2 separate regions of the Mus musculus genome follow, and region 2 is linked to region 1. The links are chromatin contacts, called in public Hi-C maps. All regions are on one chromosome and are shown on one strand. The core of a region is the stretch at or near the end of the contact, and the rest is flanking DNA. Distances in the headings are between cores, read along the strand shown. Region 1 overlaps Dpf3 (D4, zinc and double PHD fingers, family 3). Region 2 overlaps Dpf3 (D4, zinc and double PHD fingers, family 3).

The links. A called contact is a pair of places that touch in the nucleus more often than the background predicts.
Region 2: a contact with region 1 is called in a Hi-C map of cerebellar granule neurons, with 2.0 times the contacts expected there. The contact joins two enhancer-like sites. A contact is called at or near these places in 3 of 484 Hi-C or Micro-C datasets (the N1E-115 cell line, cerebellar granule neurons and nephron progenitors) and 2 of 9 other capture datasets (adipose tissue and pancreatic islet).

What each region holds. Positions count from the first base shown.
Region 1 is chr12:83,245,387-83,251,561 of GRCm38.p6, forward strand. All of the region lies in intron 8 of Dpf3 (D4, zinc and double PHD fingers, family 3), which reads right to left. Among named protein-coding and RNA genes, the nearest start is that of Gm51988, 94 kb to the left of the region's middle. Within about 2 kb of position 3,490, at least 6 of the 459 cell types and tissues checked have an H3K27ac peak or open chromatin away from gene starts, as enhancers often do. A contact at or near this core is called in cerebellar granule neurons, where this site is marked.
Region 2 is chr12:83,340,061-83,346,235 of GRCm38.p6, forward strand. The region is part of intron 3 of Dpf3 (D4, zinc and double PHD fingers, family 3); the gene reads right to left. Among named protein-coding and RNA genes, the nearest start is that of Dpf3, 140 kb to the right of the region's middle. Within about 2 kb of position 2,696, at least 39 of the 459 cell types and tissues checked have an H3K27ac peak or open chromatin away from gene starts, as enhancers often do. A contact at or near this core is called in cerebellar granule neurons, where this site is marked.

The sequences.
Region 1 (6,175 bases), core at 2,240-4,739:
ATGATAGTCAGCGTAATCCTGGCTTGCTGAGGGCAGTTACTGAGACAGGTACAGTCTCAGTCCTGCCAGGGCTGCATTCCACTGTCCTAATAGCTCACACCACACTCTATGCCTCCCTCGCCCACCTCTGTCACATACCCATCGTACACCCCATGTTCATCCCAAAGGCACACTCTTGTGTCTACCTACTCATCTCTTCTCTTACGGCTACCATGGTCAATGCCAACACTCCACCTGTCCTGCACCCATCCCAGGCGATGCACCAAGATACACTGCCCACCCCCGCCACTGTTTCGCTGGTCAAATTATTCCCTCCTATAATCAGCATCCAAACGCTGACACCATTGCATACCCTAGCAAGATTTTATTGAAAGGACCCAGATGTAGCTATCTCTTGTGAGACTATGCCGGGGCCTAGCAAACACAGAAGTGGATGCTCACAGTCAGCTAATGGATGGATCACAGGGCTCCCAATGGAGGAGCTAGAGAAAGAACCCAAGGAGCTAAAGGGATCTGCAACCCTATAGGTGGAACAACATTATGAACTAACCAGTACCCCGGAGCTCTTGACTCTAGCTGCATATGTATCAAAAGATGGCCTAGTCGGCCATCACTGGAAAGAGAGGCCCATTGGACACGCAAACTTTGTATGCCCCAGTACAGGGGAACGCCAGGGCCAAAAAGGGGGAGTGGGTGGGTAGGGGAGTGGGGTAGGGTGGGTATGGGGGGCTTTTGGTATAGCATTGGAAATGTAAATGAGCTAAATACCTAATAAAAAATGGAAAAAAAATTATTCCCTCCTGTCTCTCCATTTTGTTGCCCATTCATTAGGAGATCATATAGGCAATCAGACTAAATCCTCTTTTCTACGCCGCATGTACCCAGCTCCCTACACCTGTACTCTTGTGTCACCTCCCTCCATTGTCAGGAATGTTACCCAAAGCCTCTATCAGCCTCGAGCAGTGCAACTTCTTGCCCTAGAAGGCTCTCACTACGATCCTTTCTGTAGCCTTTCTTTCCTACGAACATACAAGCTGTAAATGTTCCCGACTAAAGTGACCCCTTCCCAGTGAGAGTGGAGTTCCTTTGCTTGTCCATGGTCTAGTTTTCCTCCCAGCTCCCCAGATCCGTAGCAACCCCTTCTCTCTCTCCCTAACTGGATCTTTCTCCTCCACCTCGCTCCTAATTCTTTTGACATGCTTAGTTTCATTCCCCCTAAACAGCATCCATACATCTTTGACTTCTGAACCTCTTCCTACGTCATGAACCACACTGTATAATTCGTTGATCCATTTGCAATGGAAGTTGGGAGCCCAAAGGATAGAAAGTAGGAACAATCCAAGGTAGGAAAGGATTGTGGGGAATCTTCATCTTGAGGAGTGATGGGGAGACCCTGTCAGACAGGAGGGGTGGTACCCTTGGTTGGAGGATTTGAACTCCTGAAGGCAGAACTCAGAGCAAGCAGATAACAAGGGGCTTGAAACAAGCTTTACAAAACAAGTTCCACTTTCAATCATGAGTAAGTAAAGCAAGCAAGTTATAGCAGACTCTAGCTCAGTGGTTCTCAACCTGCGGGTCACAACCCGTTTGGAGGGGGACCACATTATCAGATATCTTGCATATCAGATATTTGCGCTATGATTCGTAACAGCAGTAAAATTACAGTTATGAAGTAACAATGAAAATACTTGACTGGTTGAGGGGGTCACATGAGGAACTGTATTAAAGGGTGGCAGCGTTAGGAAGGTTGAGAACTGCTAAGCCAGAGTAAAGAGCTACTGCTACCTGCTTACTCAGCAAACACAAGCATTCTTACATTTTCCTCTGTTTGTTGTTGTTGTCCTTTTAAGCAGGGTATCATGCAGCCCAGGCTGGCTGAGGATAACTTTGAACTGATCCTCCTAAGTGCTGGGATTACAAGTACACACACTACACATAGTGTTTGCAAACCTAGGGCGTCATGCATGTTAGGCAAGTGCTCTACCAAGAGCTGGGCTGCCAACCCCATTTCTTTTCATTACCATTATCATTTAGTTTGTTAAGACTAGGTCCTGTTAATCAAATTCTTTAAAAGATACTGAAACTCACTCAATTCTCTAACAATCCCCTGAGGGGAATTAGCATTATTAATGCTAATTTAATGAGAAGCTCCCTATGTGCTAAGCACTTTCAACACACTTCCTCATTTAATCTTTAAACAATCTGTGACTAAGGTTTATTGATGAAGAAGCTGAAGCTCAGGACATTAAAAAAAATTTAAGATGACCTAGGTAGGAACTGGCAAAGACATGTGCAAGACATCTTATTCCAACATCCACGTGGGGAGACTCATAACAGCCCTCAGACACAGGCCACAGGCCACAGGCCACTGCAATGTCCCTTCCTCTGACAAGATAAGATCAGCGGCTCTCAGAGGACATGGGCTTCTGACCATTCTGGTCACCTCCCAAGCCAGAGGGATTATTGGCTGAAATCCTGGTTTCCCTATCACACTCCACTGTCCCTGTCCACACTCCAGGCTGTCCTTGAGGGAAATGTGAAGCTACAAAGTACAATGTGGGAAAAGAGAGACCTGCTCCTGGCTCTAAGTTAGCTCACAGATTAAAGGGCATCCCATAGTTACCCAGGCAGAACCAGGTCAAGTATATGGCCAAATTCTGCCCACACGGAACTAAAAATGAGGGACTGTGTCTGGAAATATGGATAAAGATCTGACAATGGGCTCTCCTCTGTCAGTTCAGCACTTAGGGCCTCATGCCTATCCCCAAGAGGCAAGGGCAGAGCAGCCCTGTAGTCAACATGGCCTTGTCTGAAATAAGGCCCAGTCTGCAGATGATGGAGTTTGACCTCTCTAAAGCCAATAGTGGGAAAGACCATGTGACCTTGCAGGTGTGTTGACCTCAGTCTCTTCCCTCTGCACAGAGACCCTGACTCTAGCCAGACTGGCTTACCACTTGCCTCCTCTGGGCAAGACAGAGACAGATCTAGGAGTAGTCAGGTCAGAGGGAGTTAGAAATCTAGATGGACAAAGGACAGGGGAACCTTCTGCCTTAAAGACATGAGCAGTGTTGTAGGGGAGAGGGAGATAAAACTTTGTCAAGTGTCTTTAAAAGAAACCATCCTCTACTTAAAATGCAGACAAGATTTGGGGCCAGAACACATAGTCACAATGATCTAGCTAACCAACACACTGTCAGAGCACAGGAGGACTCTGACGACCCTTGAGTCCAGTCCCTTCTTTAGACACAGGAGCAAAGTGATTCCCAAACGTTAAGCATCCTGCCCATGGTCATGGGGCATGGGGAAAGCAGGGCTGTGCTCTAACCAGCTCTGCTAAGTCTTTATACAATGTGGTCCTGGGCCCCAAGAGAGAATGACCAAGAATAGGGTGAGCAGGGATCTGGAATCTTGGCATCCAAGGGCTGCCCCTTCCATATGCCACTACAATAAATAAGAGCCCTTGGGATCTTAGCCAGATGACTGTCTCCTCCCTGGCCCTACCTTCCGGAAGGATGAACACAGAGGAGAGCCAGAGCCAAACTGGTCCTGCATATTGTCTGCTCTGCAGCCAATTCTCTACTTCCCTGCCTCCTAAGAGGAAGAACTTTCCAGAAGGAATACCTCCAAAGCACTTTACTCATCCTTTGGTTTCTGGAAGCAAGGTAGGAATTGAATGTATTAAAGGTCATAATTTTTTAACATCACATTCTTACCAAAGCGGCACCCTAAAGTTCTCAAAAAGTCAGCTGACTAATACCATGTTGGAGCCATTAATTACAAGGATGGAGAGTGAACTGCATTTGAAGTAGCTAGCCAAGTGATGGCTATGACCCAAAATGAGGTAATGGGAGGCAACAAAACTGGGGATAGACAAAGTGTCCTGCCTAGGAGTGAGAGGGATCAAGGGCCTGTAGAGTCGCCCAGCACAGGAAGCCTGGCCAGGGAAGCTTGCTCTTTGTAACTAAGCAATTTGCTTTGCTAAGTAACGAAGATTCACTTAAACACTGGCTTCAGCCCCAGGGCTCAGCAGCCAATCAATGGTCAACAGGATGGAGGATTCTCCCAGAGGCCAACAGGAGTCCTGTTAGACGAAAGGAAGAAGGCAGGCGAAGGAACAAGGGGATGCACAAAGGTTTGATGAGGTCTAACTAAATCTGCAGGCTGCAAATGGGCCTGTAGATCCCAAGGAGCTGGAACTATATGTGGTTGTGAGATGCCCAGCATGGGTGCTGAGAACCAAACATGGGTCCTTCGCAAGGGCAGAAAGGCAAGAAGGAAGAGGGTCCCATCTGGAGGCCTGTTACAATAATTCCTCTCATTAGAGGGAAGGTGGCTGCTATTATATTGTAGTTTCATGTCATTCTCTTTGAGTCCAGTGCTCTGCTCCTGTGATCTATACAGTTGCCAAGACAATTGTCATTGAACATTCTAGGCAAGTAACATGGAAAGTCAAGTGAACTCACGTGAACAACAGAGAATACACGTGGGGTCTGGACCAGTCCAACACATTCACAGGGCTTTGGCACCTCTAAGTGCCCATCTATTTATTCACCTGCTAAGTGGGACAATAGCTTCCAACAGGGCGTCTCAGAAGATACATCAAGAGTGAAATGATGAGGATTTAGTGCGGCAGAAAGTGCCAGCCCCTTTGGGCTACTGTGCAGAAGTGGCCCATACTCTTTGCCTTCTCCATCCACACTTCTAACACATGGCTGCACCTCTTTCAGCTTCAGAACCTAATAGGGAAGGAAGCCGTCAGTGAAGTAAAATCACAGAGAGGGGAGACAGACAGTATTAGAATCGGAAGACTCATGGGATGGGGCAGGCAAGAGTTTGTGCTGCTCTTGCAAAGTACCTGGGTTTGGTTTCCAGCATCCAGGCAGCGCATCTCACAACCTCCTAGAACTCTAGCTCCATGGGACCTGACAGGCTCTTCTGGCCTCCATGGTTACCTGTATTCAGATGCACATGCCCATTCACTGATACTATAAATAAAATGAAATAAGGGGCTGGAGAGACTGCTCAGCAGTTGTGAGCAATGGCTACTCTTCCAAAGGTCCTGAGTTCAATTCCACGCAACCACATGGTGGCTCACAACTGTCTGTAATGGGATCTAAGGCTCTCTTCTGTTATGCAAGTATACATGCAAATAGAGAACTTTTTTATACATGAATAAATCTTAAAAACTAAAAGGAAATAAATCTTTTTTAAAAGCTTAAGGGTTACAAGTGCAACTTCTCATTCCCTATAAGAGGCAAATCAAATTATCTAGACAATGAAGCCTTGAGACGCTTCTACACCCAAGAATGGGCATGACCAGCATCCCAGCCATTTCCCCTCCTCTTTCTCTTCTTCACTTTATCCTCAGCCACTGACCTATCAACCTAAAGGACCAAGTACATTTAGTTCTAATTTTATCAGAACAATCATAGGTTTACATCTCAAATTGAAATAGGCTCTCTGAGACCAAGTGGCCAGCGGGCCTCTCTGAATATACTATGCTCCTCCCAGGTGCATTTCCAATCCGCAAGGTTGAAAGAACAACCCTTGGCAGAAAATGGCCATGGAATCACCAACCTCCAGGGTCAGCACTCAGAAAGATGTGCTCTGGACCAGTTAGACATCATACTGAAGCTGGGAGACACTGAGTCTTTCAAGCCATCTAGAAGGAATGTGGTTGCTGCTTTGTCCAGGAGGACTCGGAAGCTACCATCCATCACAAGACAGATGCTGCGGGATGGGGAGAGTGAATGAACCAAGCTTTCTTGGCACTCACGACTCAGCTACACTCAGAGCCATGCTAAGAGTCACACAGATCCTGCTTACGAGCTCACGAGGGGGCCCTACTTCCTGCTATTCCTAATTCTTTTATTGAGGATCAAACCTCCTCTTGATGTCAATGCTGACAGCATGTTTCTCTCCACTCTGGCTCCAAACCCCCATGCCTGCTCACACCTTTTCTGCTTCGGCCCATCTGCCTGCCACCTGCTGTTGCTTTCAGTGGCCTGCCTTCTCTCTGTCCATACCAACTCCATTCATTCTTCTCTGAAGTCTTGTCCCCACATCAGCTAGCACCGGTACCTCTCCTTGCTGAGCCTGCCTAACATCTGCAGTTGGTGGCAACTTGGCATTTAATTATGCATGCTTTATCTTGAATAATATGTTAACCACCTGT
Region 2 (6,175 bases), core at 1,446-3,945, 94 kb after region 1:
AAAGCACCCAGCTTTGTTCATTTATTCAACAGCTAGTAGCCAAGTATGGAGGAGGCTGTAACAGATGCTGGGGACACAGCTGTGGATGACAAAAATACCTGCCTTCATAGAACTTACATTCAAGTTCATAAGAAATGACACCGTTGGGAAGGGATATAAGAAATGACTGTACTGAGGTCTACGATCTGGCATTTTGTAATTGATGCTTTGGAGAAAGGACAAGAACATGGCAGGGAAGCTGCCATATGGGGGCATTAGGAAGGTGTTAGGTACTTTTAAATATGGCCAGGAAAGCAAGAGCCTGGAAGAGTAGTGAGAAGAGGCCTGTTTGGGTAGCCATGCAAAAATGTCACAGGCACCAGCGAGCTTAGTACATCTGCCCTGAAGCTGCCATTTGCCTGGAACACACACAGTGAGTTGGGGGCTCCCAGGAGGTCAGCTCACAGAGTTGCAGGAACATTGAAGTGCTGTGTAGGTGGCAGCAAGAATACCAGCTTCCAACCTGGGTGTGATGACAAGCCACAGGAGGCTTTGAGCAGAGAGAGGCAGAGCGTTGCCTATAGAGTAACAGGGTCACTCTGAAGGACAGTAAACACAGAAATGGGGAGACCACAGAGGAGGTGTTGCACTACTTACAGAACCCCAGGATAAGCCTGTGCTGGGAGGAAGCTGGCAGAATAGGGGCAAAGCTCTTTCCTCAGAGAGCTTAGCCTCTCCTTGTCAGACCCAAGAGTACACTGGGCAGGAATGAGTGCCCCGGTCCCCAAGCAAGGGGGCTTCTTTCTATATGTGACAAATCTAGCCAAGGACAGATGCCCAATGCTAGGGGCACCAAGGTGTGAATTCTTATCTGGGCAAGTCCACAGAGGCATGGTTCTCCAAAAGAAAGAAGAGCAGCTTCCACCAAGGGCAGAAGATGAGCTTCAGGCATATGGGCCTGCCTAGCACAGCACATTGCAGCTCTACGCCCCTGTGTATCACAGGACAACAGCTATAGTAAAAGCGGACAGTGGATCCCACAACCAGGTTCCAAGAACTCTCCTCAACATAGAAGATGCTAGAATGAGGCTTTGGGGGGGAAACTCAGAGATATAATGTGTTCCTGGCTCCAGACCAGACAGCACACAATTTCCCTGCAGTGCAGCAAGCTGTCTGTAATAATTTTCTCGCTGATACTGAGGAGTGTCGCACACAGTCTTTGTGGAGGTCCCCTGAGCCCATTCCACAGTGTCTGGGGAGGCAACATCTCTATGCCTCCTCACCCTGCCTCCACTCCACATGGCCTTTAGAACAGACCTAAAAAAGAAAAAAAGTCTACCATTACCCACGTTTCATATGTGAAGAATCAGGGTCTGGTCTCCCAGGTAACCGCCCAAGCTTCCAAAGCTAGTGATTGAGGGATCTGAACTTGGATCCAGGCCTTGTGGTATCTATTCAGTGTTTTCTTTCTCCAGTAGATTATGAGAATAGGAAAGGAGTCTATAACCTATGACTAAATATAGGCCCAGGACAATGACAGAGCTGGACAGGAAGCCCAGCTCTAGGCCAAGGCATCTCCGTCTCTCAACTTCCCTCATCCGGGAAAGTATATAGGAGAACTCAGTGTGTTCTCCCAGCTTCATTTAACAAATCGTTATCATTCATGTACCATGTCCCAGGCCTTATGCCGGCTTCTAGGGATGCAGATGAAGAAGATGGGTCCCTGCACTGTGCCTGTCCATGAGAAGACCGAGGTGGGAGGAAAGTATGCAAGAGCAGACTTAAGTGATTCTCAGGCTTCGGGCCCCTGCTCTAAACATGGGACCCTCTGGCCCATCTACAAAATGAAGCCTTGGAAGCTGCAGCAGCCATGCGGCTACTCTGCCCTCTTCTAGCTCCAGGCCTTGGTCCCTTGTCAGGAACACAAGCAGTGCCAAAACAGCCCCTAAGTTCTATTGACTCCAGTTCTGCCACCCGAGACTTCAGGAAGCCAGGGAGCAGGTGCCGGGGCACCGGCAGTTGCAGCATGAAGAAGGCTGAAGGCCTGCCCAGCTAGCTACCTTCCTCCCGGGAGCCACCAGGAGCAGAAGAGGCGGCCAATGCGGGCATCTAGGATAGATGGCTGCAGGCTCTGACATTGCAGGAAAGAGATAAATGACAGGTCATTTCCCTGGATGCACTTGAAGGCATCCATTCTCCTGGCCATACCAAGCCCAGAAACCCCCACACACACAGAGACAGATAAACACTGACAGATGGGGGGTGGGAGCCGGCATCCTTCTCTCTTGGAAGGACACAGCGGCATCCATAGCAGGCCCAGCAGAAGGTCACGCTGGCCACTGGCTCACACCTAGCTAAGGGCTTTACTTCTCCACTGCCCTCCCTTGTGCCCACCCCCACCCGACTCATCCATCTAAGGAGTGCGCCTGGCAGAGGGGGATGGCTGGGGGGCACAGGAGCCCGCCGCCGACAGCCCCATCAATCTCAACCTACATGCCTGGCACATCAGCGTTCCTTAAGCTGTTCCTGGACGGGAGGGTGTGGGGGGGGGGGCTGTCTTGGGGAGAAGAGAAATCACATCAAGCATCAGAGAGCAAATGGTGGAAGAAGCCTAGAGACTATTAAAATGTGGGCCATGGACAAAAACAGTAGGGAACTAATTAAGATGCAGGATTTGCAGGAGCTGAGGAAGTTGGCCACTGCCTGCTCCCATCTGTGGAGTTCTGGCAGTTCCATGCAGCAGGGACAGCACCCTGGGCAGGCTCAGACCTCCTCCTGAACCTTTCCCTTGGAGGTGCCCCTCTGAGGGTCTTTGTCCCTGGTTTGTTGGCTACCTTATGACTTTCTCTGCTTTGGGGCATCCTGAGCTACAGTCTCCCACCCTCCTGTCAGTCCCCCCAGCAGCCAGAGGAAGGAAGGAAGTACACCCTGCCTGGTCATTCATCTCTAGTCATTGAAAGGCTGCCCAGAACAAGAAAACGAGGAGAAGGAACTAGAAGCCATTTCTGGCAGCCTTCCCTCCTGCTACCCTTGGGATTCTGCAGGAAGGGCAAAGAGCCTGATGCTGCCTGAGTGATTCAGGCCAGGGGTGCTGGCAAGGCCTCAGGTTCGAGGGGAGCAGGAAAGATTCCGACGTCTAAAGCTCTCCATTTTCAAGCACCTGGATAAGTGTGTGCGTCAGGTCCTAGAGAGAACAGTGCCAGTCCTGACCTGCTCCCTGTAGTAACCCTTGGCTTCACCACCGACACCCTTGAGAAATTAACTTCCTCATCTGCACCACAGTTTCCCATTCTCTAATATGAAGATATATCTCTGTATCTTCCCAGGGCCACAGGGACCAAAGGTCTGGAGTTGAAAGATGCTCAACTAGTCAAGCATTTAATCCACAGAGATATTAAGGAATAATTCCCCCCACCCACCAAAAAAAAAAAAGTTTAGTGTTGTGCACCATAAGTCCCAGCACTCTGGAGGCAGAGCAGGTGGATCTGTATAAGTTTGAGTCCAGCCTGGTCTACATAGTGAGTTCCAAGACAGCCAGAGCTTCATAGTGAGACCTTGTGTGCTGGCTGGTTTTGTGTGTCAACTTGACACAGGCTGGAGTTATCACACAGAAAGGAGTTTCAGTTGGGGAAATGCCTCCATGAGATCCAGCTGTAAGGCATTTTCTCAATTAGTGATCAAGGAGGGAGGGCCCCTTGTGAGTGGTGCTATACCTGGGCTGGTAGTCTTGGGTTCTATAAGAAAGCAAGCTGAGCAAGCCAGGGGAAGCAAGCCAGTAAGTGACATCCTTCCATGGCCTTTGCATCAGCTCCTGCTTCCTGACCTGCTTGAGTTCCAGTCCTGACTTCCTTTGGTGATGAACAGCAGTATGGAAGTGTAAGCTGAATAAACCCTTTCCTCCCCAACTTGCTGCTTGGTCATGATGTTTTGTGCAGGAACAGAAACCCTGGCTAAGACACCTTGTCTTGAAGGAAAAAAGAAAGAAGGAAGGAAGGAAGGAAGGAAGGAAGGAAGGAAGGAAGAAAGAAAGAAAGAAAGAAAGAAAGAAAGAAAGAAAGAAAGAAAGAAAGAAAGAAAGAAAGAAAGAAAGAAAGGGAAGGAGGAAGAGGTAGAGGAAGGAGAGAGGGAAGAAAGGAAAGGAGGAAGGGAGGGAGGGAGGGAGGGAGGGAGGGAGGGAGGAAAGGTTAGAGGTTCCTTCTTGAATGAAATAGCTTTTGCCTACTACCTGCCCTGCTTCACAGCTTTCTCATCTGCTGACACCCTCCCTCTGAAGCATAGAGATCTCTTCTTGGAGGAGTGACCAGGAGAAGGCCCCTCACTAGCCCCAGATTTCCTGCTGTAGGAAGTGCAAGCTACAGAGACTACTGTCCTCAGCTGTAACTCAACTGAGAGAAACAGTGTGGTGTGGGTTGTCCTTCAGACACCAGGCAGGTGGGAGACTATGAGACCTTTACTCATGATAAATTGGAGGTGGGGGTGGGGGCTTGAGAAACACAGAGTTCCAGGGACAATATGGATACTCTGAGACTCCAAAGAATTCTTCCCACAACACACATTTGTCTTCCCAACAAGAAATAAATATAGAAGGGATGACATGGTCACAGTGACAGAGGTAGAATGAAACAACCGGACCGAGGAGCCCCTCCATCCAGCCATAACTCTGTCCAGGAGCAAAGGACTTAGTGGCAGCCAGACGAGGATGAGGCTCGTTTTCTCCCCACCCTGGGAGTCTCCTCATAGAAGATGACCTCTGTCCTTCCAGAAGTGCAAGGAAGTCATGCCAGAACATTCTTCAGGGGATCTCTAGACTGCCAAACACAGCCTCTCTCCCTGTGCCCAGACCTAGTTCCCTGACAACCTACCAAACTCAGTCCAGACACAGGAAGAGCTATTATGCACCTAGCCCATGAGGGTCTCTGGGGAGCTCAAGGAAGACTGGAAGATGAACTGCAGGTGGGCATCATGCTCTTCTCTGGAAGATCTGACATGGAGGCTACTCATGACATGGGCAATTAAGCCCCAAGCAGCAACACTGAGTTCACACAGACCAGGGTCCCTTCTCCCACGGACAGACAAGACACTCCAGGATGCTGTCAACAGTGAGCCTAAGAAGCTTGAACATCACCAAATTCTTAGGACATGTCCAGGAACGCCCACCCCAGAAGTGTGAAAAGGTGGGTTGGTTGTCTCCAACATAAATTCACTGTGAATACCTTGGTTTCTCCATCTGTGGTAATTGAGAGTTTTGCTGGGTATAGTAGCCTGGGCTGGCATTGGTGTTCTCTTAGGGTCTGTATGACATCTGCCCAGGATCTTCTAGCTTTCATAGTCTCTGGTGAGAAGTCTGGTGTAATTCTGACAGGTCTGCCTTTATATGTTACTTGACCTTTTTCCCTTACTGCTTTTAATATTTTTTTTGTTTTGTGCATTTGGTGTTTTGATTATTATGTGACGAGAGGAATTTCTTTTCTGGCCCAAACTATTTGGAATTCTGTAGGCTTCTTGTATGTTCATGGGCATCTATTTCTTTAGGTTGAGTTGTCTTCTCAGGTCTGAGCCAGTCAGTACTTTTTAAATACTAAAGGGGCTACTAAGACTACTCTCCACTGTCATAGACAGAAGGGTCCATATCCCTCCTTGTCTCTCTCTGTTTTCCTCACTGTGGCAGGCCCATGCACATGTACACACACATGTGCACACACATACATGTATACATACACACATATACATACATTTACACACATTTACACACATACACACATTTATACACACACATGCTCACACATATATACACCCACATATAAACATAATACAAACACACATGTATATGTATACATACACACACGCACACACATACATGTATACATACACAAACATACACATACACGCATTCACACACACATGCATGCACACATGTGCACCAACATATACATACACACACACATATACACATACATACATACATACATATACACAAAGCTGACCTAATAGGAATTTATAACAAGTTCTCCAGAGACTCCTTCAGTGATTCTCCTGAGTCAAACACTCAGTGGTATCAGTCAAAACTCTGAGCTCTCTTAGAGCCCAAATCAAATGGAATAAAATTAATTACCATTTAAAAATATTGTCCAAATCTGTTTAGAGAGGACATACTCCCAGAAAAGAGAAGAGATATCTTAAGTCGAAACTGTATCTT